Linked DNA regions of Mus musculus: regions 2, 3, 4, 5, 6 and 7 are each linked to region 1. A link is a contact called in public HiChIP or PLAC-seq and promoter capture Hi-C data. All regions are on one chromosome and are shown on one strand. The core of a region is the stretch at or near the end of the contact, and the rest is flanking DNA. Distances in the headings are between cores, read along the strand shown. Region 1 holds the start of Ndufa10 (NADH:ubiquinone oxidoreductase subunit A10). Region 2 holds the start of Mlph (melanophilin). Region 3 overlaps Mlph (melanophilin). Region 4 holds the start of Rab17 (RAB17, member RAS oncogene family). Region 5 holds the start of Lrrfip1 (leucine rich repeat (in FLII) interacting protein 1). Region 6 holds the start of Dtymk (deoxythymidylate kinase). Region 7 holds the start of Ube2f (ubiquitin-conjugating enzyme E2F (putative)).

Region 1 (2,755 bases), core at 162-2,661:
TGTTTTTGGGGGCTGGATTTGAGACAAGAGTCTTGCTATGTAGCCCTGGCTGGTCTGGAACTCCCTGTATACCAGGCTGTCCGAGAATTCATAGATCTGCCTGTCTCATGTTGGGATTAAAGGTGTGCACCACAACATCTGGCTTAAGAAATATTGTCTAGATTGTGTACGTGTGTGTGTGTGTGTGTGTGTGTGTGTGTTAAAAGAGAAACAAGTACTCTTAACAGCTGTGCAGCCCCACAAATAAATTCTAAGTGTAACTGTCAAAGTCTATGTAAAAAAAGAAAGCACTGTGTCAGGTAATATGTGTGACTGATTACACGAGTCTAGCATAGGCAAAATGACAAAAATCATCAAAAGCACAGTGGCTGTCAGGAGTTGACAGGGTGGGAAATAAATGAATATTAAGGACAATAGATTTTTTTTTTTTTAGGGCTGTGAACTACTCTGTGTGTATTGTAAAGTCCAAAATATAATATTGCTCATTGTGCAAAACAATAAAACTTCACAGCATAAAGAATGAACTCAATGCATGAAAAGCTTAGGGTGGAACGGGGTGTGACTGAACTTCCGACATGTGAATATATGAAACGACTTCACTGAAGAGGGTGATGTGAAGATACAGGGGAAGGAGTGTGGTCTCTGAGGGTCAAGGTCAAGAGTGGATTGTGAATATGCTCTGTGCTCTTGCTGCTGTGCTCCACTGCGATCCTAATAGGCTTAAGCTGACAGTGCTAATTCATAGTGGGGCTTAGGCTGACAGTGCCGATCCAGGCTCACATTCACACACACCTCGTCTCTCTCTGGTTCACATCTATACCTCTTTCACACACAGATCACTCCTGTTCAAAATAAAAATCCTTAGCATGACTGTCAACCCCTTTCCGATTTACCACCTATGTAGTTCTAGCTACTATAAAGCAAAGAAGTTATGATGCCGTCATAAGACGTGTCCTGTTTCCAGCCACGGTCCCCTAAGCACCTACTGTCACCCATTATTCTGCATGCACCCTAAAAGGTCCTAATCCTCCCCAATCTACCCCAAATCTCTGTTGCTGCTCCACATCACGTCACCCCAGAGTCTACAAGGCGTTCCACAAAGCAGTTTCTGAACCGATGAGCATGCGGGCCCAGGCTCCGGAGCTCCGGCATCTCGGCTCTCCGTATGCAGCCGGGAAAGTGAGTCCCGCTGCACCGGTGCTGTGAGCGGAGGCCTCAGGAGCTCGCGGCTCACGGGTCTGACAGACGCCGCCGGAGCGTCAGGGCTCGGAGCCGACAGGCCGAGATCCAAGCAAGGAGAGCCACCCGCCGCTCACCACGCGCTGGGCTCCGGCCGCGAGGCCGCGCGCGGGAGCCGACGCCGGGACGAGTCTCAGCAACCTCAAGGCCATGACTTCGCCGTCTGCGCCGGCTCAAGGACCAGAGGGACATGAACGCGACGGGGTCCTAGCTCGTCCGCGGCGCGCTGCCATGACGTCACCACTGAGTGTTCGCGGCGCCTGTCGAAAAAAGAAAATATTCCGGAACTGGGACGGGGCGGGGCCAGAGGGAAGGGGCGGAGCTTAGGCTTGTCGACGCTCTAGTTGCTTGAGCTTAGATTGTTTGGGCGAGGAGCGCGCCTAGATCCTAGACAAGTTATAGTATGAAAGTGGCAAAGGGCTAGAAGTCCTGCCTGGGCCTTGAGGCTCCCAGCTTTGAGCTCGGGTTCTCGCAGATGCTTGAGTTGTGTGACAAAAGTGTGACCCCCCACTCCCAGGTGTTCTGTGGGGTGAATCCTCTCGCTCCCCAGAATCTGTGCTGTCTCCCTGCTCCACGCCCAAACGTAGACCCACTTTCTGTTTGAGTTCTGTAGGGAGGATCCGCTCCCCGCCCTTCTGGTCGCTGAGGAGAGAGTCCATTCCCCATCTGAGTTCTAGGGGCGTCACATTCTCCCTGCCTAGGTTTCTGAGAGAAGGACCTGTCATCAGCTTGAGCCCTGTGGGGGCAACCAATTCACGACCTAGCAGTTCTGAGCTTTTGTAGTGCTAAGAGCTGAGGTGGCCACAGACCTGGCACCACCATATATCTCCAGTGCAGATCACCCTGCCTCATTTCCACAGCTGCCGACTTTATAGTCACCTCCTGGAAAGCTCTTCAGCTCCAAGAGCCTCTGAGGTGGAAGAGTGCAGTGCGCAGAAGCCAGGAAAGTGCTGATAGGGAGAGGATCCCCAAGACAATGAGGAGTTCTGGGTTGGGTTTGGACCACTTTCCATGTAGTTAACACAAAACCTCCCCCGCATTTCTGGATTTCTAGAAAGTCCTGTATCCTTACAGTACATTGAATACGGGAAGGGGAAACCTCTCCTCATTTCTTTTGAATCCTGATCATTATCTCATTTCCCTACTCCCCTCCAGTGTAATTCAAAAATCACTCAACCCCAAAAGAGAAATTTCCCAAGCACGTATGTTTTACTGAAGAATTTTACTTTATACATAAATATATGATACTAAATATGTACAGTCTCCTCCAGAAAACAGAAGCGATAATGCTTACTATCGCATGTTATGCTGCCATAACTGTCAAAGACAGTACAAAAATGTAAGACCTCCATATATCAGTATCTCAGCAAATTGAATCCAGCAACACATGAAATGAGTGGTGCACCACAAGCAATGGGATGTCATCCTAAAATCAACTGATATAAAAAACAAACTAACCAAAATAATTATGTGTGATCAGATTGCTTGGTTCAGGGAAAGCATTTGACAAAATTCA
Region 2 (2,755 bases), core at 139-2,638, 1.6 Mb before region 1:
CAGTCATATGCACACACACACACACACACACAATCACATACACAGTCATATGCACACACAGAGAGACTCACACACTCAGTCATGCACACATACACAGAGAATCACATAGTTATATGCACACACAGAGAGAGTCACATACTCAGTCATATGCACACACACACACACACACACACACATAATCACATACACAGTCATATGCACACACACACACACACACACAATCACATACACAGTCATATGCACACACAGAGAGACTCACACACTCAGTCATGCACACATACACAGAGAATCACATAGTCATATGCACACACAGAGAGAGTCACATACTCAGTCATATGCACACACACAATCACATATTCAGTCACACACACACACACACACACACACACACACACACACACACGCGCGCACGCGCGCGCGCGCACACACACACATCTGCAGATGACCCAAAGCATGTCTTCTAAGGTTCCCTTTCCTCTCCTGCTGACAGGGAATAAATGCTACTATCACATCTGTCCACCCTGGAGCTAGTTATTGTTTACGGCCCTGTCTCTATGTTGCAGATGCCAGCACTGAGTTGTAAAAGTTGTCCTCAAAGAGTAGAGGCCTCTCTCTGTAGCTCAGGCTGGCCTGGCTGGAACTCAATACTAAAACAGGTTGGTCTGAAACTTTCAGCAATCCTCCTGCTTCAGCCTCCCAAGTGTTGGGATTTTGGGTGTGAACTAGCACACACTTGGCTAAGTGAATTTTTGTTTGGTTGGTTTTTTAATATAGCCATAGGGAAGGGGTCAGGGTGCTCTTATGCTGCGGCATGGGGGGAGGTTATGTTCTTTCAACATCCAGGGCAGATCTCTGGGTGGAGCTTCTCAGACCACAGACCTACTGGACTGTTTTCAATAGTCAAGGCCTTGGCCGGACTGGGGGGGGGGGGCCGCTTGTGAGTCCATCTGAGGGCCTGGGGGACAGCGACTCCAGCTGGAAACCTGGGCTCACAGTCTCACTAAGAAGTTGGTGACTTTGGGTAGGGCGCTTTTCCTCAGTTTCCCTGTCTGTGAAGCTAAGTAAAGAGTTAAAATGGATATTTGCGGAGGTGCCGTGTTCTCAGAGGATGCGGTTTGCCAGCAGATCCCTCCTATGGGGGACCAGAACCCAGTGGTGGAAATGAGCGCACAACTCCAACGCGTGTTCTGCTCTCAACCGGCTTGGGGACAAGGTGCCTCTGTCCTCCATACCCACTTCAGCGCCTCCCAGGAGGGCCACTGGAGTCCGCTCTGCTCTTGGCCTGTCCAGGCACCCTGGGGTGCACGTCGATCCCGGAGCTGGGCGGGTCAGGAGTAGCCCACGTGATCTGAGCCGCAAGTTGGGCAGGACCGGCGCCACAGCTGCCTGGATCCCCGCACACAGCTCTGTCTAGCTCAGTGCACCCTGACACTGGCCTCGCTCGGTGCCTGGGGTTTCTCTCTCAGGAGCTAAGAGAAAGGAGCAGAGGCCAGGACCCACCGAGCCAGAGCTACAGGCTGGGCATTCCCAGGAGAGAGGCTGGTGAGTGCACCAAGGACCTGGGGCTTGCAGAACTCCCAGAAGAGGGAATCTGGCTCAGGGAGGGTGCAGCGACACCTTACTTCTGAACTCTGGGCTTCTTCTGGATGCCTTAAACACAATGGGCGAAATCCTTGGGGAGCCCATTTGGGGCTAAACAGTTGGTTTTAATTAAAAGCTTCCTTTGAGCTAAAAGCTGGTGCCTTCGGGAGACTTGGACCGGAGCCCAGGGTGAGAGGCTATTTGTACAGAAACTTCCTCTTGGCTGCCCTCTTGGCTTCCTCTTGGCTGTCTTCTGGGAGCAAGAAGAAAGCAGATAGGTGCATGAAGGAGGCACCTGCCCTCCTCCGGACTTAGTGGAATCATGTTGTTGTTGTTGTTGTTGTTGTTGTTGTTGTTGTTGTTGGACCATAGGTCCTCTAGGCCCTCCTTCTTATTATGAAGATGTGAGAGGAAATGTGTTAACACCTCGAGTGTCACCCCACTGTGTCCAAGCCTGGGAGAGAGCTGAGTCTCACAGATGCAGGAAGATTTCACAGAGCACACACCTATGTCCTACTGACCTGAACTAAAAACACAGTTCTTTGCTTTCATCGGAAATGAGTTGGTGCTGTTGTCTGTTCTGTTTCTATGCCACAAGGATTGCTCTTGTTTCCTTCTGAGGGCTTTGAGTAATAACCAGGGTACAAGACTCCCCTAGATACCCAGGGCACAAGTCTCAGGAAAAGGGATGGGCTAAAGACCAGGGGTAGCTGGGCATTGAAGTTGGTGAACCCCTGAGCCTGATGGCTCCCTGGCCCAGATGTGTGTCATTTAACACACACCCATCTCCCAACTGATTACAAGGCCTTAGTAAGACACAGCAACAGCTTTCCTGGCCACGAGCATCACCCCTCCGGGCCCAGGTCTCCAAGGTGTCACTTCTTAGAGCATCACCAGGCAAGGTGGGGAGGTGAGTTCTTCCATCTCACCCAGCATCAGTGCCCCATCTCCAAAGTGGGTACCAGGGCAGGTGCCTCACAGGACTTGGAACCTGGTCCAGGCACAAGCATGAGAAGCTGGTGGGTCATCCTGATGCATTAGTGACTCTGAAAAGCTGCTGAGAACTAGAGGAGGAGGGAGGTTGGAGAGGGACACTGGGGGAGGGGGAGGTCAAGGAGGGGGAACTGGGAGAGGGGGGAGGTAAGGAAAGGGTAAAGAGGACACCAGAGCCTGT
Region 3 (2,755 bases), core at 90-2,589, 1.5 Mb before region 1:
TACACTCACCAAGATTGAAAGCAGAGCCCCCAAGAGACAGCCATGCAATCTGTATGTTTTAGCCAGAGAAGAACCTCATGTGCTCTGTTTTTAAGACAAAAGAGAGTTCCAAAAAATTTAACTAATTAACTAATGAATCAATTAAGAGAGACAGAGACAGAGACAGAGAGATTTCCATGTTCAAACAAGGTTTGGGTCACACTCTGCTGACTCCTGCAGGGGATGGTGACACTTGTATTGGAAAAGAATGGATCCAGAGTTTGGAGCCTAGACAGGACTTAATTAACCTGCCATGATGGTTTACATACATATGAAATGGATAGAGAAATTCTGAAGGGAGAGTCTGGGGAAAATCCCACCCAGGGCCTCTGAGTCACACATGTAGGGTGAGCTTTTGAAAGCTGAGCCCTTGGATGTATGAGACAAGCTCTCTCTGTTTAGCTCAGTCTGGTCTGAAGCTTGCCATCCTCCTGCCTCAGCCTCTCAAGTCTAGGGACACAGTAGCCCTGCCATGCCCAGGTCTTTTATTTTCCACAGGGGAAATGAGGTTCCTTAGCTCCCTCCTGAGTTTGCCTCCATCTTGGAAACATGGGGGACTCCAGCCCTCCTTGAAACTGTGGCCCCTCAGGAGACCCTTTGTGCTGTGAACTTGTCTGCAAAGTACCAGAGGCTCCAGGCTCCAGACACCAGACAGATGCTGGAGTTGACTGTGTTCCTTGTGTGTCTTACTGGCCTGGTGGGCCTCACTTCTCCCTAGCTGCAGCCAGGGCCTCATCAGAAAGCCACGCCGAACCCTAAGCCAACAGCCCCGTCTATTATTTTGCTGGTCCCTCCCAGCCTCTGCCTTCCTCTTCGGCCCAGCTAGCCAGCCTCCTTAGTGGCTTCCCTTCTTGTTCACTCCATGTGGGGCTCACAATGACAGTATCGGCACTGGGTAGGCAATGGCTTTTCCTCTCTCTGAGCCCCCACCTCTACCTCACGGGTGAATAGACCAAGCCACATGCTGAGCAACCTACTGAGAATATCGATCAGTGTTACCACCACCTACAACAAATGGGCCAGGTCGTATGACCCCCAAGTCACGGCTGTCCACAGAGGGCAAGCATAGGCAGAGGGCTCAAAGACACCCATGTTGACATTTCCAGTGTGCCCGTCTTCCTTCACTCCAAGTTCTCAGTGCTGTGGTAATTACCCACCAACAATGGCAGCTTCCCGCCCCTGTAAGTGTCATTTCCCTCTCATAAGGCCGGGCAAGCGGTAAATGAGATAATGTAAGACAGAGAGGCTGCCTGCGAGGAGGCCTAGCGAAGAGGAATCGATTTTCCTGCCTCTGTCTGGGAGCTAATAGACTGGGTGACTCAAGAGTCTGGTGACTCAAAGGATTAGAAAGTTGTGCTCTGGGTCACAAGTGACCCAGGGCTTCTGCTACCTAATGACTTTGGTCACCGTGTCCTGCTTAATGCACATCTTCCTGTGCATTAAGTGACCTGGAGCCACCCGGTGACAGCCACAGTCAGTGCTTTCTGCCACTTAGTCTGGCTGGGTGTGTCTCACCTTTCCTACATGTTTTTCCCACCCCACCCCCACCCCACCCCACCCCCACTGACCTTCCCTCTTGCTTCCAGTACCCTTGGTGTCAGAAAGAGGTTGTTTACAGTTAACCTTCAGGGCTCTGTCATAGGTAATGGCCTTAGCTGGACTTCAGAGGAGGAAGACACTGTGCTGGTGGGGGTTACCGTGAGACCCTCCACTATAACCAGACCACTGCTCTTCTTCCTCTGCCGCAGATCTTGGAGTTGAACAAGCGAATGTCAGCTGTGGAGCACCTGCTAGTCCACCTGGAGAATACGGTTCTGCCACCCTCAGCCCAGGTAATCCCCTGGGCTAAGTGAGATGAGGCCACAGCCTTCCATTAAGGGAGGCTGAAGTCCCAAGTATGGCTTCAAGAGAAGAGTCTCAGAGATCTTGCAGATGGTTAGTGCACAGTGCTCCAAGGATGGGCAGGTGAGGTCTCCTGCATAGGCCATCCGCATAAAGCCATCCGTGCACAATAACAAGGTAATACAATGTGGTCATTTATGGGTAGATGAGAGGAATCCTCAGCCAGGTGGAGACATCACGGGTACTGAAACTGGACCAGCATCCCCAGCCTGCACTTCCTCACTGAAGAAATTCCTGACTGTCACTCCTCTTCCCCATCCCTAAGTTAAGCATAGCCCAGGACAGATGAGCAGCAGCCAGTCGCTAGTGGTCACATCGTTCTCGGTAGTTCCTTTCCAGCCCTCCATGATCCAACTTCATTTCAAGTCATAACGCCACTTACAGGTTCTGTGGCCTAAGTACATCATGTTGGAGAGTGGCTTCAGGCATCCAAGAAATGGCAGCTGTCTCATGTCCAAAGCCCACCTGAAATATGTATGTGGGCTTTCTTGGACTCCCCCCACCCTGACCAAAGCAAATAGCTATTCTGGGTCCTTCAAAAACCTCATCTAAGGCAAAGAGATGGGTTCCCACGCAGTCTGCCACCCTTGATCTGAACTTAAGAAGACTGGCCACGGACCGACCGAGGTACCACTGAGTCACCACATGCTGCAGCCTTCTCTATCCTCTGTCAGCAAAGTTCTGCAACTTGCCGCTGGCCTGTGAGGGGTTAGTCCCCGTTGCAAAAGTGACATGAGGATACAATGTGACACCTCAACCTTGTCCCCAGACTCACAATAACTTGAGGATAGGAGGGTCCTTGTTGCTATGTGAG
Region 4 (2,755 bases), core at 158-2,657, 1.5 Mb before region 1:
TGGGCTACAGAGTAAGACCCTATCTCTAATAACAACAAAACAGCAGCAACAATAACAACAACAATACCTCAGCTTTGATGTAATCTCACACTCTGCCCTAATGGTCATAGCATCAAACACAGTGTCCACGTGCCTGCGTCAGATTTCTACAATTATCTCGCTTTGATAGTTCATTCCCCTATCACTGAATTTTTTTCCTGCTATTAATTATTTTTCTCTGTAATAGATAAGACCACGGCAGATGTGCTCGTGTTGCTTTCTGAGTGACTGTGTGTTGCAAGTTTCCAATAGCAGCCAGGCAGAAGCCTCGACTTGGAGGGAAAGTTGGAGATGTGGTACCTGCCCCCTCTTCTAGAATTTGGATCTTTCTGAAGGCAGTGGTTGCAATTGGGAGTCTCTTCCCATCCTGACTGGGTCCTTCTTCAGCAGTCACAAGCCTGCCTCTCTTCCACCTAAGAAAACACATTCAGGGAAGGAGGAAACCCCAGGAAGCTGCACCCCTTCCTCTTCACCCAGATCCTCCAAGCTGTCCATTCCAGACACCGAACTTCAGAACAACATGGCATTTGACAGCAAGCTGCAGAAGAGAGTTTTTGGAAGAGTCTGCCAAGCTCTCTGCTATTGCTGGAGCCTCTGCAGCCATCTGAAAAGGCTTCCTTACAAGGCACCCACTCACTCACACTCGCCTTTTATGTTCAAAACCCTTAACTGGAACTTTCTGCAAGGAAAATTCAATGTGACCCAAACAAGAACACTATAGGTGCTGAACAAACTCAAGGCGTCTACTGTTTCAGATTCGCCTCTGATTCAGGTCCTGAGAACACAGGGACACACATCTGTATGCACACACACTCACAGCAGACACACACACACACACACATGCTCACAGCACACACACACATACACACACACACACATACACACACACTCACACATGCTCACAGCACACACACACACACACACACACACACACACACACACACACACGCAGCACAACACAATCTAAAAAGGACTCACCTGTTCACTTTAGAAGAGTGCTACAGACCACCATCCCACAGGGCCGCAGGCACCCCTCTCTTCCCCTGGCTGTGCTTCCCCTGGGTGCTGTATGACTCGTCAGGGTCCTGCCAGGGGCGGGGTGGGCAGAGCAGTGCACACTGACTACCAGCAGCCGAGCAAATGAAGTGAGCAGGCCCCCTGCTCCCACCAAGGCCCCAGCCGGCAGGACTCTTCCTGTAAACTCCGGTGCAAAGTCCCCACATGATCATGTGATCAGCTGGGTCAGAGTAAGCTAGAAGTCACACTTGGTGGCTCTCTGCCTCCTCACCGAGCTGCAGCCCTGAATTTCAGCCCTTTCCAGGTCTCACCTGTACCAGAAAGCATCACAGACTTAGAGAACAGCTCTTCTGTTACAGGAGCGAGCGAGCTCACTTCTTAATTTATGTAAACATCTCCAGTTTGAGGCCGCATGCCAGATGGGCAGGGCCGGGGCCAGAGCCTGGGATGGGTGTGCCTTGGAGCAGGTAATTGCCTGGGCAGGGCTGGAGGATCCCCAGAAGGAGAAACTCTAGGCTGAAGAAAGATGGAAATCAGTTCTCCTGTGCTCAGCCACAAGTCCCAGGCAATCGCGTGTTCTCTCTGTGCTCACAACTCACCTGGATTACCAGCTTGTGTTCCCAATGGGGAACTCAGCACCGTTTAAGTGGGGGAGGGGGCAGCTGTCGTGGATTCCCAAGAGGCTTTCCAATGCACCCTGAAGAACCTGTTTCTCTGCAGAGGCCACTGGCCTTCTTCTTGTCACCCTGTCCTCCAGGACGCACACCCTGTCCACACGTCTGGGTGCCCCCACAGCCTTGAAGACCAAGAACCTCATTCTGTTTCTGAACAGGACCCTGATTCCCTGTGCCTAGATTGGCATCCAAGGTGTGGCACCCAGCACCGCTTCTATCCTCCTTGTAGTGGGTAGAGATGTGTGGGCGTGGCCTTTTCGGTTTACACTGGAAATGGTACTGGTACAAAGGTCTCCGGAGTTCAAGGGGACACTGAGATGGGTTGTTGCGGGGGGGGGGGGTTATCAAAGGGGTTTATAAAGAGTTATTAACCCCATGGACAGACAGACAACAGCTCGGGAGCTGTAAGGAGAGGTCAAGTCTCAGAGCTGCAGGGTAACAGGTAGCTCAGTTCGACTGTTGAACATCAGACTGTTGAAACAGCGAGCCCAAAGGAGTGGGCATTCTCCTAGCAATCTTGTACTGGGGAGTACACTGCCTGGGAAGAGATTGCATGCATTTCTAACAGCTTGTCGGACTACCTTACAATGAGACTGAAGTTCTCATGTTGTTATAATGACGGATCCGTGGTGGGCGGGACCACACGTTGTCTGAGACTGATCAGAATAGAGGTGCTTATCCTTGGCCCTCTATTTAAACTCTAATCTCGATTCAGTACCCTGAAGACAGACTTGTGGGTGGCTGGACCTGCCCTTGCAACACATGCACAAGGAGCAATGGAAAGAGCTTTATATGTGCCGAATGTATTAAGTCAACTTACATAAAAACAGTAACAAACGCTGAATCCCACTGAAAGAGTGAGACTCTAGAAGCCGTTTGGTCTGTGAGGCTGGCTGCCTCACCAGTGAGATACAATCCCACTGTAACTGTCTCCCTCTAGAGGGGCAAACAACCCAGTATTTGCTCAGTTCATGAGGCTGGGGACCTCTGCAGTCTCAGGGGAATTGGGGGGTGTTGCAAAACTA
Region 5 (2,755 bases), core at 127-2,626, 1.4 Mb before region 1:
GATTGATAGAGCTTTGTTTGTAAACTGTGATGCTGAAACCAACTGCTGGGAGCAGGTCTTCTCCTTCCCAGGAAGTTTTCCTCATCTGAAACACTTCACCAAAGCTTGGTACCCATTTTCTTTCGGCCTGCATAGTACTCCTCAAACTAGGTCCCCTTCATCCCTTTGGTCCAGGCCATCCTGCCCCCTAGAACTCGTCTTTCTGTGTCTACTCTCTGGTCTACCCAGTCCTTCGAAGCACTACCCAGAGACTTAGTACCAGAATGCTGCTGCCCCACATGTGCATAAGCCAGCGCACACTGGTTCCTTGTTACCAAAAAAGCGTGTCAGCCGGGCTCAGATGTGACTGGCTTCTCTAGATCTTTCTGGAGTCTCCAGTACAGAGAAACAAGGCAGGGGGCCCTCTGATTTTCCTTTTGAGCCCGAAGAAGGCTCTTCTAGGGTGGAGAAAACAGGTCACCCAGGCCATGTGCTCCTGTCCATAGCGCACAACACTGGAACCTTCTGGTTGCTTGCCCGCTTGGCTTTAAGTTTAAATCAGGGGTGCTCCTGCCCAGTGGACGTGGAAGGCGCGTGCTGCGAGTCGGGTCACTGTCCAGCGTGGATACTAGTTCCTCGACGCTCCCTATCGGATCGCGGCTGTCACCTCCGCTTGATTCTCGCTCCTGTCCAGCGTGGTCATGGGCGGTAGCTTTGTGGTCCCCAAAGCCGTGCCGGCTCGGAAGACAGTAGTGACGGGCGCAGCTGCGCTCTGGCAGAGGCTCATGCGGTGTGGTTCCAGCTAAAGCCACGCGTGTCCTAACCGAAGGCGCGCCTCCCTAGGCCTGGGCTGGTCTCCCGCGCTGACTCAGCTGGGGACGGCCAGGGCGTGGCCAAGGGTGGGGTCCCCAGGGTCTTTCCCTCAGTCTTTCCGGTGTCTGCCGCAGGGACTGGGTGGTGATTGATGGCACAGCAGCTTGCTGGCCAGGAGCGGTCTGGAGGGGAGGGAGGCGGTTCCGGAGGCTCTGAGGCGGTGCAAGAGGAGGAGCGTGGGTGGGGCTACGGAGGAGGAGCTGGGGTCCCGGGTAGGCGGGCCCGAGTGGACCTCATGGTAGGAGTGCTTTGGCTGAGAGTGCCATCGTGGGCGAAGCCGACGACTAAAGTGGCAGAATGTGGCTGCGAGGAAGGAAAGTTGGAAGCAGATGGACACAGGCTGGGTGGAACCATAGAGGAAGGGGTACAACCCCCTGGAAAGAGCGCGGGAAAGGGGCTGGGAAGGAAGGAGAGGCGGGCATAGGGTGGGTGGGGCGTGGGGAGAGGCTGGGCGGGGCTGGGGCGGAGTATGCCCCCGGCTCCTCTCTTGCCACCCCCGCCCCCGGCCGGGAGCCACCTGCGCCCCGCCCCGCCGGCCGCACCCCAGCTAGGGAACCTCGGAGTTGGGCGTCCGAGCGTGTGCGCCCAGGGGATCGTTGAAAGTTCTACTTCTGCCTGGACGGCTTTCCTGGATCCCAGAATGTGGCCTCACTGAGAACCCTCTGCCTGTGGACTAGGGAGCGGGTCTTCCGCGCGAACTCTTGGGTGGGAAGTTGGTCTGCACTTCACTTCGGCAACATGACCAGCCCAGAGGGCGCGCAAAACAAGGAAATCGACTGTCTGAGTCCAGAGGCGCAAAGACTGGTAAGAGGGAGACATGATTCAGACCTGTGCCTGCCAGCAACCGCCGCCTGGGTCCCTCAGTTGGTTCTAAGGTCAAGGACAGTGGCCCCTTCAGCTACCGTGGTGCTGCTGGAGTAGAGGCGAGTGGGCTTGGGCCACTCGAAAATCCTGATATAGGGCAGCTCCTGCCTACCATCAGGTGGTTGGCTGAGTGTAAGGTGTCCGTAGGCGGAGCTCTGAAAAGTACATTTTATGCTCCAATGTTCCTCTCAAGGACGAAAAGGAGAGTGGGCTCTCCCTCCACCCCTAGTGATGGTCTTTAGGCAGGCTTTGCCCAGCTGGCTGGCTCTGGCCAGGACCCAACCGAGGTCTGAGATCTGAGGGTGGTGTAGAGTTTCACAGGGAACTGCTGGTTTGGTGTTTTACCGAGTACAGCACCTGGGTCCTCATCCAGCCGCACCACCTTGCCATGAGTGGCTTGGAGGGTTTACAGGTTCTTGACCTCAGGAACACCTTCCTCTAGGATCCAGGGCCCCAGATCCACTTCGGCGGGTGCCAGAAGCCACTTGTGTCTGGGCAAGGTGCTTACGCATATTTTACTTCCCGAACTTACGTAGGGACAGTGGATGAGGACGACGGTGATTGAAAATTGGGCACCGGGGAGTTGGGGGATTTTTGGTTGTTACAGCCTGTGTAGTTTATAGTTTTGGGGTCTGGGAGTTCAGGCAGGATCCATAACCCAAACTAGCCTTGCTCTCAGGATTCTCATGTCTCAACCCTTCCACTATCGGGCTTACAAGCCTGCATCACCCACCCACCCCCCCCACCCCCGCGCGCCTTATCCATGGCTGTGGTTGCTTATTAGTGGGAATATTTCAAAGTAAATTGTACTCTGTGAAACCATGTATTTTATGGAGTTGATACCAGAGAGAGGGGGAGACCCAAGGTTCCCATTTTAGCAGGCTTTTGTGAGACCTTGATAAAAACTGAGCCTCAGCCACTCATTCTCCAGGTAGGAGTTAATCCTGTAGTTAGTTGGTCTTTAAGGAAGAGTAGTCGAGGCAAGGCTGCTCTGACTGGGGGAGCTTCCTCCAAGTGCTAGGAAGGCTAAGTAAACTTT
Region 6 (2,755 bases), core at 166-2,665, 1.3 Mb after region 1:
ACAAAACAAGCCGGATGTGGTTAAATACGATGGTCAAATACGACGATGTTTTATCTCAAATACGGCGATTTTTTATCTCAAATACGACGATTTTTTATCTCAAATACGTCGATTTTTTTATCTCAAATACGGCGTCGAATGGTAGGGTAGAGGAAACCTCCCAAGCTGGCCTCTGGTCTCGACGTGCGGGTGTTTGCACACATGCCACACACAGGTGCTCGCACCCTTGCCACACACAAAAGTGTGCATGTTACAACCGGGGAGCAACGACGCAGGTCTTTACACTTGTTCCCAGCGGTTTGCAGAGAAGAGCAGGTGCACGGAGTGATCCTCTAGTTCCGTTTTCTTTTCCAAGTAGGAATTCAGAAGCTTGCCGATTTCCGTTGATCTTTCTAGAAAGACAAAGATACACTCGACTGAAGTCAGACTCTTCACCTGAAGTCTACAGGGGTTTGCACTTAAGTTCTCTCCTTGCACCTACACCTAACTTTCAACCTCCAGACAGCTTTGGACCATCTCTGAAGCCAAAGAAGTCTCCCCGAGAAAAGGAAGTAATGTACGTGCAAGTCTTGATTTCAAAAGTACTTGTAAGACTTTTGACTGGTTGGTTTGAAAATTAAAATATCCTGCAAAGTGGTTGTTCCAATTCCCAACCTACTTAATTTGTAGGATCAGGGGTTGGTGTCCAGTGTACAGGGCGCAAGGCCAAAAGTCAACCTTATGTTCCCTTTTCAGTACTTTTCCACCTTGTGTTTTCAGAGAGGAGCTTCTACCTGAAGCTCAGTTTTGGCTGAACTGGCTGGCTCACAAGTCCCAGGAACGAGTCCGTCTCACCTCTCCAGCGGTTGGATAAGCAACCGTACTAGGTTTTTTTTTTTTTTAACCTGGGAAACTAAACCCAGGCTCTCATTTCAGCCTGTATTTTATTAACTAAGCCATCTCCACCAGCCGGGCCCTCCCAAATCAATGACCAATGAAGAAAATGTCTTCCAGGCTTGTCTGCTGGCCAATCTGGTGGGGCCAGTTTTCTCAATTGAGGTAGCTTGAGTCAAACTGACATAGACTAGCCAGCACACGCATGCACAATAATAAATAAATAGATGTTCTAAAAGCTTTTAAAGATACTAAGACTACAACCCAAAGAGAGAGTGAGGGAATTCTCCAGGCCCACCCGCGCACCGGGGAAACGCAGCAGCTCCGCTCTGTGGCCCGAGGCGCACAGCGCGGTCACCAGCTTGAGGCCCTGCGTGGTCTTGCCAGCACGGTCCACACCCTCCAGCACGATGAGCGCTCCCCGACGCGACGCCATCGCCCGCACAGCACCGGTCAACTTGCCAGGTTCCCGCCAATGTTAGATGCAGCAGAAGCCCGGCGTGCACGGAAGCCCTGCCCTCTTCCGGTTGGAAAACGAATTCTGTGGCCTGCGGGGAACAGCTTCCGGACGTGACGTAATCTAGGCCCGGGAGTCTGCAGTTTAGCGAGCGCCAACTCGCGGAACTTCCGTTCGCCGCTCCCGAAGAGCACCAATCTTAAGGACTGTGGTTGCGCAGGCTCTGGTCACGTGGAAGTTCGAGACCTGTAACGGAATCAAATTTTTATGCCCCTAAGCGCGCTACTGAAGGGTTCTAAAAGTTTCTTATCACACACACACCTGCGCGCGTACAGGAGCCATGTGATGATCAGGCTCTGAAAGGAGTTAAGGATAGGAACATCGACCCCCAAGATGTACTTTCTGCAGCATTTTCGAACCGCTCAGGAATTTTCCTTGTCGTTTTAGTGTAAGTTGGTGGAAGGAAATGGGTTTATTTGCAGCGTGGGCAGAATTGAAACCACCCCCCCCCCTTTTAAATTCCTTTCCCCCTAGCAGTGTTTTTACAGACAAAATAAAGTCAGGGAAAATACATGAGCAGGAGGCGGGCAAATCTCTGTGAGTCTGAGGCCACTTACATAGTTTCAGGCCAGCCAGGGATACATTGTGAGACCCAGGCTCAAAAACCCAAACAACAGTACTCTAGAGGAAGAGAAAAAAGGATCCGCAGTCAAAGGCTGGGCTGGGTTATGTTTTGCCTAATGAACAAAGATTCCATACCCAGCACAGAATAAATTGGATATAGTGAGTGACATAGCCTATAAACCCAACATTTGGGAGGTAGATCAAGGTTTATGCAAACATTTGAACTAACACCCAAAGAAGTGACACAGATGCCAGACACATATGTAAAAATGTGCAACACAAACATATTGTTAGGAATCATGAATTAAGATAATTTCACCTCTTCGAGAATAGCCCAAATCTACAATTCTAACCCTTCATCATGCTGGTGAGGACGTGGAGCGAAGGAGACTGTCAGTGCAGAGGAGAAGGCAAAAACGGTGTGGAAGATAGCTTGGCTGTTTCTCAAGAAAGCACTCTACTTTTAACATGAAGTCAATATTTACCCAAATGGGTTGGAAACTATGTCTGCACACAAATGATTGTATCAGCTCTAGCCACATTTGCCTAAATATGGAAGCAGCTAAGATGTCCTCCAACACGCAAACTGATAAACTGGTAATTACACAGTGAAATAATTTTGAAGTAAAAAGTGAATTATCAGTTACTTACTAGGACATGGAGGAACCTGAACTGTATAATGATAAATGCAGCCAGTCTGAAAAGACTGTGTACTGTAAAATGCAACTACATGGCATGTTAGCAAAGCAATACTACAGAGACTCTAAAACGTTTATTGGTTACAAGTATGCGTGTGTGTGT
Region 7 (2,755 bases), core at 180-2,679, 1.2 Mb before region 1:
CAGTACCATCTCTTCTGTGTTTGCAACCTCCCTTAGATCAAAAGCCTTATTTGTTTGTTTATTGAGACAGGATCTCACTATGTAGCTCAGGTTGCCCAGGAATTCACTATGTAGACCAGTCTGGCAGGTCTGCCTCTGCTTCCCCAAATGCTAGAATTAAAGCCGTGTACCACTAGGCCTGGCTGCCTTTTACCCTTTCTATCTGTGCAGGAGTGTGTATCTGATGGAAGCTTGAGCGTGTGTAGCCATGTGCCACATGGGGTGGTCAAAGGATAACTTTCTTCCACTTTTTTGTTTGTTTGTGTTTACAGGATCTCATTGAGTAACCTTGGCTTGTTTGGAACTCTATGTTATCTAGGCTGGCCTCCAACTCCTATGTGCAACCCAGCTCTGCGGGGGATCTCTTCCCCTCAATGGAAGTCAGGGTACTTGGTCCTAATCTGAGGACTCCTCTGCCTCACATCTTCCCGAGTTTGGAAACAGGTCCTCATGCTGACAAACGCTTTACTCCCTGAACCCAAGTGCCTCATTTCAAAAGAAATCTTAGGGTCTAGGGTGTGGGGGGAGGGGGGAGACGGGGGGGGGGGGGAGGCGGGGGGAGGGGGCGGGTAGCTCAAAGGTAGTGCTTTGCATGTGAGACCTCCTGAGATTCATTCCCCAGAATTGCTAAGAAAATCACTGGAAACCTGACGCTCCTTGTTCTTTTCCACAGAAAATATCCTCTTTCCAAGGCCCTACCTCTCTAGGAGTCTTGCCGAATTCTCTCCCAAAGTAGGCTATCTCCAGTCCCACAGGGACTGAGAATGCATACCACACGAGCTGCAAGTAGGATGCTGCACATGGAACCCCAAGGCCTCAGGAGGTAGGGTCTCTCTACATATCTCTGGCTGTCCTGGAATTCACTATGTAGACCAGGCCTTCCTCTTGTCTCTGAGCGCCGGGACTGAGGTATGCGCCGGAACTCCCGGCCTGAAGTAGATTTTTAAAAGTGCATATAGGAATATGAGAAATTAAAAAAATAAGGAGCAGGAAGAGTGTCCTCACACCCAGCAGCCACCTCTAACTATCCCATGGCCTTAACGCAGCTGCAAACCGGTCGGATTCTTTGCGTTCAGGAATGGTGCCGGGCACAGGAACTTAGCTCCACCAGCAGGCACTGCACTAGTACGATATTCCTAGGGAAGCAAGCCGCTAAATGAATGGAAACAAACCGGAAGGCCGCTAGGCGGTCGGGGATGCTTGCGCTTCGGTGACCAATCAGCAAAGGTCTTGACACATGGCCCACCCTCAGGCCGTGCTCTTCACCAATGAACGAGGGCCGACTAGTTGACCTGTGTATGTCCTGTGACTGTCCACGAGTGGAGCTGCCAATAAAGTTCTTTTGTAGCTTTGAATTTTTTTTTTAAAGTGCCCACTGCGGTCACGGCGCAGTCCCCGCCCCGCCACTTCCGGTCTCGCCGCCGGGAGCCGGTGCGGCTGTGAAGGCCAGCGCGACTCAGTGCCGCTGCTCCGCCGGGCATGGTTTTGGGTGCCGGCTCGCCTCGCCTGACTCGCGGTGCTCAGGTAAGCTGGTCGCGCGGGCTGGACTGAGGCCGAGGCTCCTGTCGCCGAGCGCCAGGCCGGACCGCGAGGTCGGCGGCTGACGGGAAGCGCTGGGCGGGCAGCGAGCCCCGGCGGCTCTAGAGGGCCGGGCCGAGGCGGACCCCGTGCCGCCGCCCGCAAGGTCACGGTGCGGAGCTCGGGCCGTCCGGGAGGCCGAGGCCGAGGCCGCGGCGGGGAGGCCGCTGCCCCTGAAGGGAAGCGGGAGGTGGACGCGGCCCGCCACGGCGACGGCGGGGAGGAGGGGCGGCCGGCCCGCCTGGCCCGGTTCGGTCCCTGACCCGGTTCCGCGGCGTGTCACCCGGGGTGTGGCCTTCTCCTCGGCCGGCTCAGTTTCCTCCGTCTCCGGTGGGCATTGGACCCACTCCTCGGCGCTGCCGGTGGGTTGGAGTTGCTGGGGAAGGCTTCCCGGAGGGGCTCTTGGCCTGTGGGTAAAAATCTGCTCTCCTTAAGAACCTAGTCGGGCTTGGCGGTGAAGGGAAAGAGGGCATCCCAAGACCTGGTTATCAGATTGAACCGAAGGTTCCAGAAATGAGCAGGGTGGTGTTGAAAAACAGTGAGGTGGCTGGGCCTGGTGCCGAGGCTTCCTAGCTGTTTGGGCCGAATGTGGGGAGCTGGGCAGTAGGCAGAGTCATAGGAAATTAAGGATAGTGATTGTGGGGAGCTTCAGGAACAGAATTAACAGGAGTACCTGGACAAAATTAACTTGATATTCAGTACCCAAAATCAAAGATGAGCTCCAGAAGTGGTCAGTCAGTAAGCCTGGCAGGTTAGATACCCTTGGACACTCATGCTGTACGGTTTAAGTCCCGATCTGTTTCTTTCAGCTTGGAAGGTTAAACGGCCCTAGTGGCCCCTAGTTCTCTTAAATGGCTTAGATTGGAGCTGTCAGTGAGGAGTTAGCCTCACTGTGAGCCAACTGGCCCTGCATAGGTCACACCAGCCTGATTTCAGCACAGCACATAGGAATGCTGAATAAACATGACTTGATGAGACTGGTAAATAACAAGTTGCAGTCCTCTTTGGATGCCCTAAAAGTTGGTCCCACCCAGAGGAGGAACTAACTGGGCCAAATACAACTTGTGGAGTTGGAAACTGAGCATGCTGTTCAGAATAGCTGATCGGTTCCCAAAATACTGCCTTAGTCACAGTGTGA

Evidence for each region. Promoter capture Hi-C pulls out the DNA fragments that hold promoters and counts their contacts. HiChIP or PLAC-seq counts read pairs in DNA pulled down with a chosen protein or histone mark.
Region 2: a promoter capture Hi-C map of liver shows a contact between it and region 1, with 3 times the contacts expected there. The contact joins the promoter of Mlph here to the promoter of Ndufa10 in region 1. A contact is called at or near these places in 3 of 39 promoter capture datasets (the HPC-7 cell line and liver).
Region 3: a FOXA1 HiChIP or PLAC-seq map of pancreatic cancer cells shows a contact between it and region 1. The contact joins the enhancer-like site here to the promoter of Ndufa10 in region 1. A contact is called at or near these places in 3 of 39 promoter capture datasets (the HPC-7 cell line and liver), 1 of 115 datasets of contacts at active chromatin or transcription factors (pancreatic cancer cells) and 1 of 9 other capture datasets (liver).
Region 4: a promoter capture Hi-C map of pre-B cells shows a contact between it and region 1, with 4 times the contacts expected there. The contact joins the promoter of Rab17 here to the promoter of Ndufa10 in region 1. A contact is called at or near these places in 3 of 39 promoter capture datasets (embryonic stem cells, liver and pre-B cells).
Region 5: a contact with region 1 is called in a promoter capture Hi-C map of pre-B cells, with 6 times the contacts expected there. The contact joins the promoter of Lrrfip1 here to the promoter of Ndufa10 in region 1. A contact is called at or near these places in 1 of 39 promoter capture datasets (pre-B cells) and 1 of 484 Hi-C or Micro-C datasets (B cells).
Region 6: a promoter capture Hi-C map of pre-B cells shows a contact between it and region 1, with 4 times the contacts expected there. The contact joins the promoter of Dtymk here to the promoter of Ndufa10 in region 1. A contact is called at or near these places in 1 of 39 promoter capture datasets (pre-B cells) and 2 of 115 datasets of contacts at active chromatin or transcription factors (regulatory T cell precursor and thymic regulatory T cells).
Region 7: a contact with region 1 is called in a promoter capture Hi-C map of pre-B cells, with 4 times the contacts expected there. The contact joins the promoter of Ube2f here to the promoter of Ndufa10 in region 1. A contact is called at or near these places in 5 of 39 promoter capture datasets (hippocampal neurons, liver, neutrophils and 1 more), 1 of 484 Hi-C or Micro-C datasets (CD4 T cells), 2 of 115 datasets of contacts at active chromatin or transcription factors (microglia and thymic regulatory T cells) and 2 of 9 other capture datasets (adipose tissue and liver).

What each region holds. Positions count from the first base shown.
Region 1 is chr1:92,472,347-92,475,101 of GRCm38.p6, forward strand. It overlaps Ndufa10 (NADH:ubiquinone oxidoreductase subunit A10), which reads right to left and starts at 1,412. Exons shown (of 10, transcript NM_024197.1): 1 at 1,317-1,412. The coding sequence starts at 1,391.
Region 2 is chr1:90,913,712-90,916,466 of GRCm38.p6, forward strand. Mlph (melanophilin) reads left to right here and starts at 1,389. Exons shown (of 16, transcript NM_053015.3): 1 at 1,389-1,542.
Region 3 is chr1:90,935,867-90,938,621 of GRCm38.p6, forward strand. Mlph (melanophilin) reads left to right here. Exons shown (of 16, transcript NM_053015.3): 9 at 1,788-1,871. Among named protein-coding and RNA genes, the nearest start is that of Prlh, 16 kb to the right of the region's middle. Within about 2 kb of position 1,340, at least 7 of the 459 cell types and tissues checked have an H3K27ac peak or open chromatin away from gene starts, as enhancers often do. A contact at or near this core is called in pancreatic cancer cells, where this site is marked.
Region 4 is chr1:90,968,213-90,970,967 of GRCm38.p6, forward strand. Rab17 (RAB17, member RAS oncogene family) reads right to left here and starts at 1,408. Exons shown (of 6, transcript NM_008998.4): 1 at 1,018-1,408.
Region 5 is chr1:91,052,068-91,054,822 of GRCm38.p6, forward strand. It overlaps Lrrfip1 (leucine rich repeat (in FLII) interacting protein 1), which reads left to right and starts at 1,377. Exons shown (of 25, transcript NM_001310732.1): 1 at 1,377-1,656. The coding sequence starts at 1,591.
Region 6 is chr1:93,800,519-93,803,273 of GRCm38.p6, forward strand. Dtymk (deoxythymidylate kinase) reads right to left here and starts at 1,416. Exons shown (of 5, transcript NM_001105667.1): 1 at 1,180-1,416; 2 at 284-392. The coding sequence starts at 1,309.
Region 7 is chr1:91,248,875-91,251,629 of GRCm38.p6, forward strand. It overlaps Ube2f (ubiquitin-conjugating enzyme E2F (putative)), which reads left to right and starts at 1,430. Exons shown (of 10, transcript NM_026454.4): 1 at 1,430-1,563.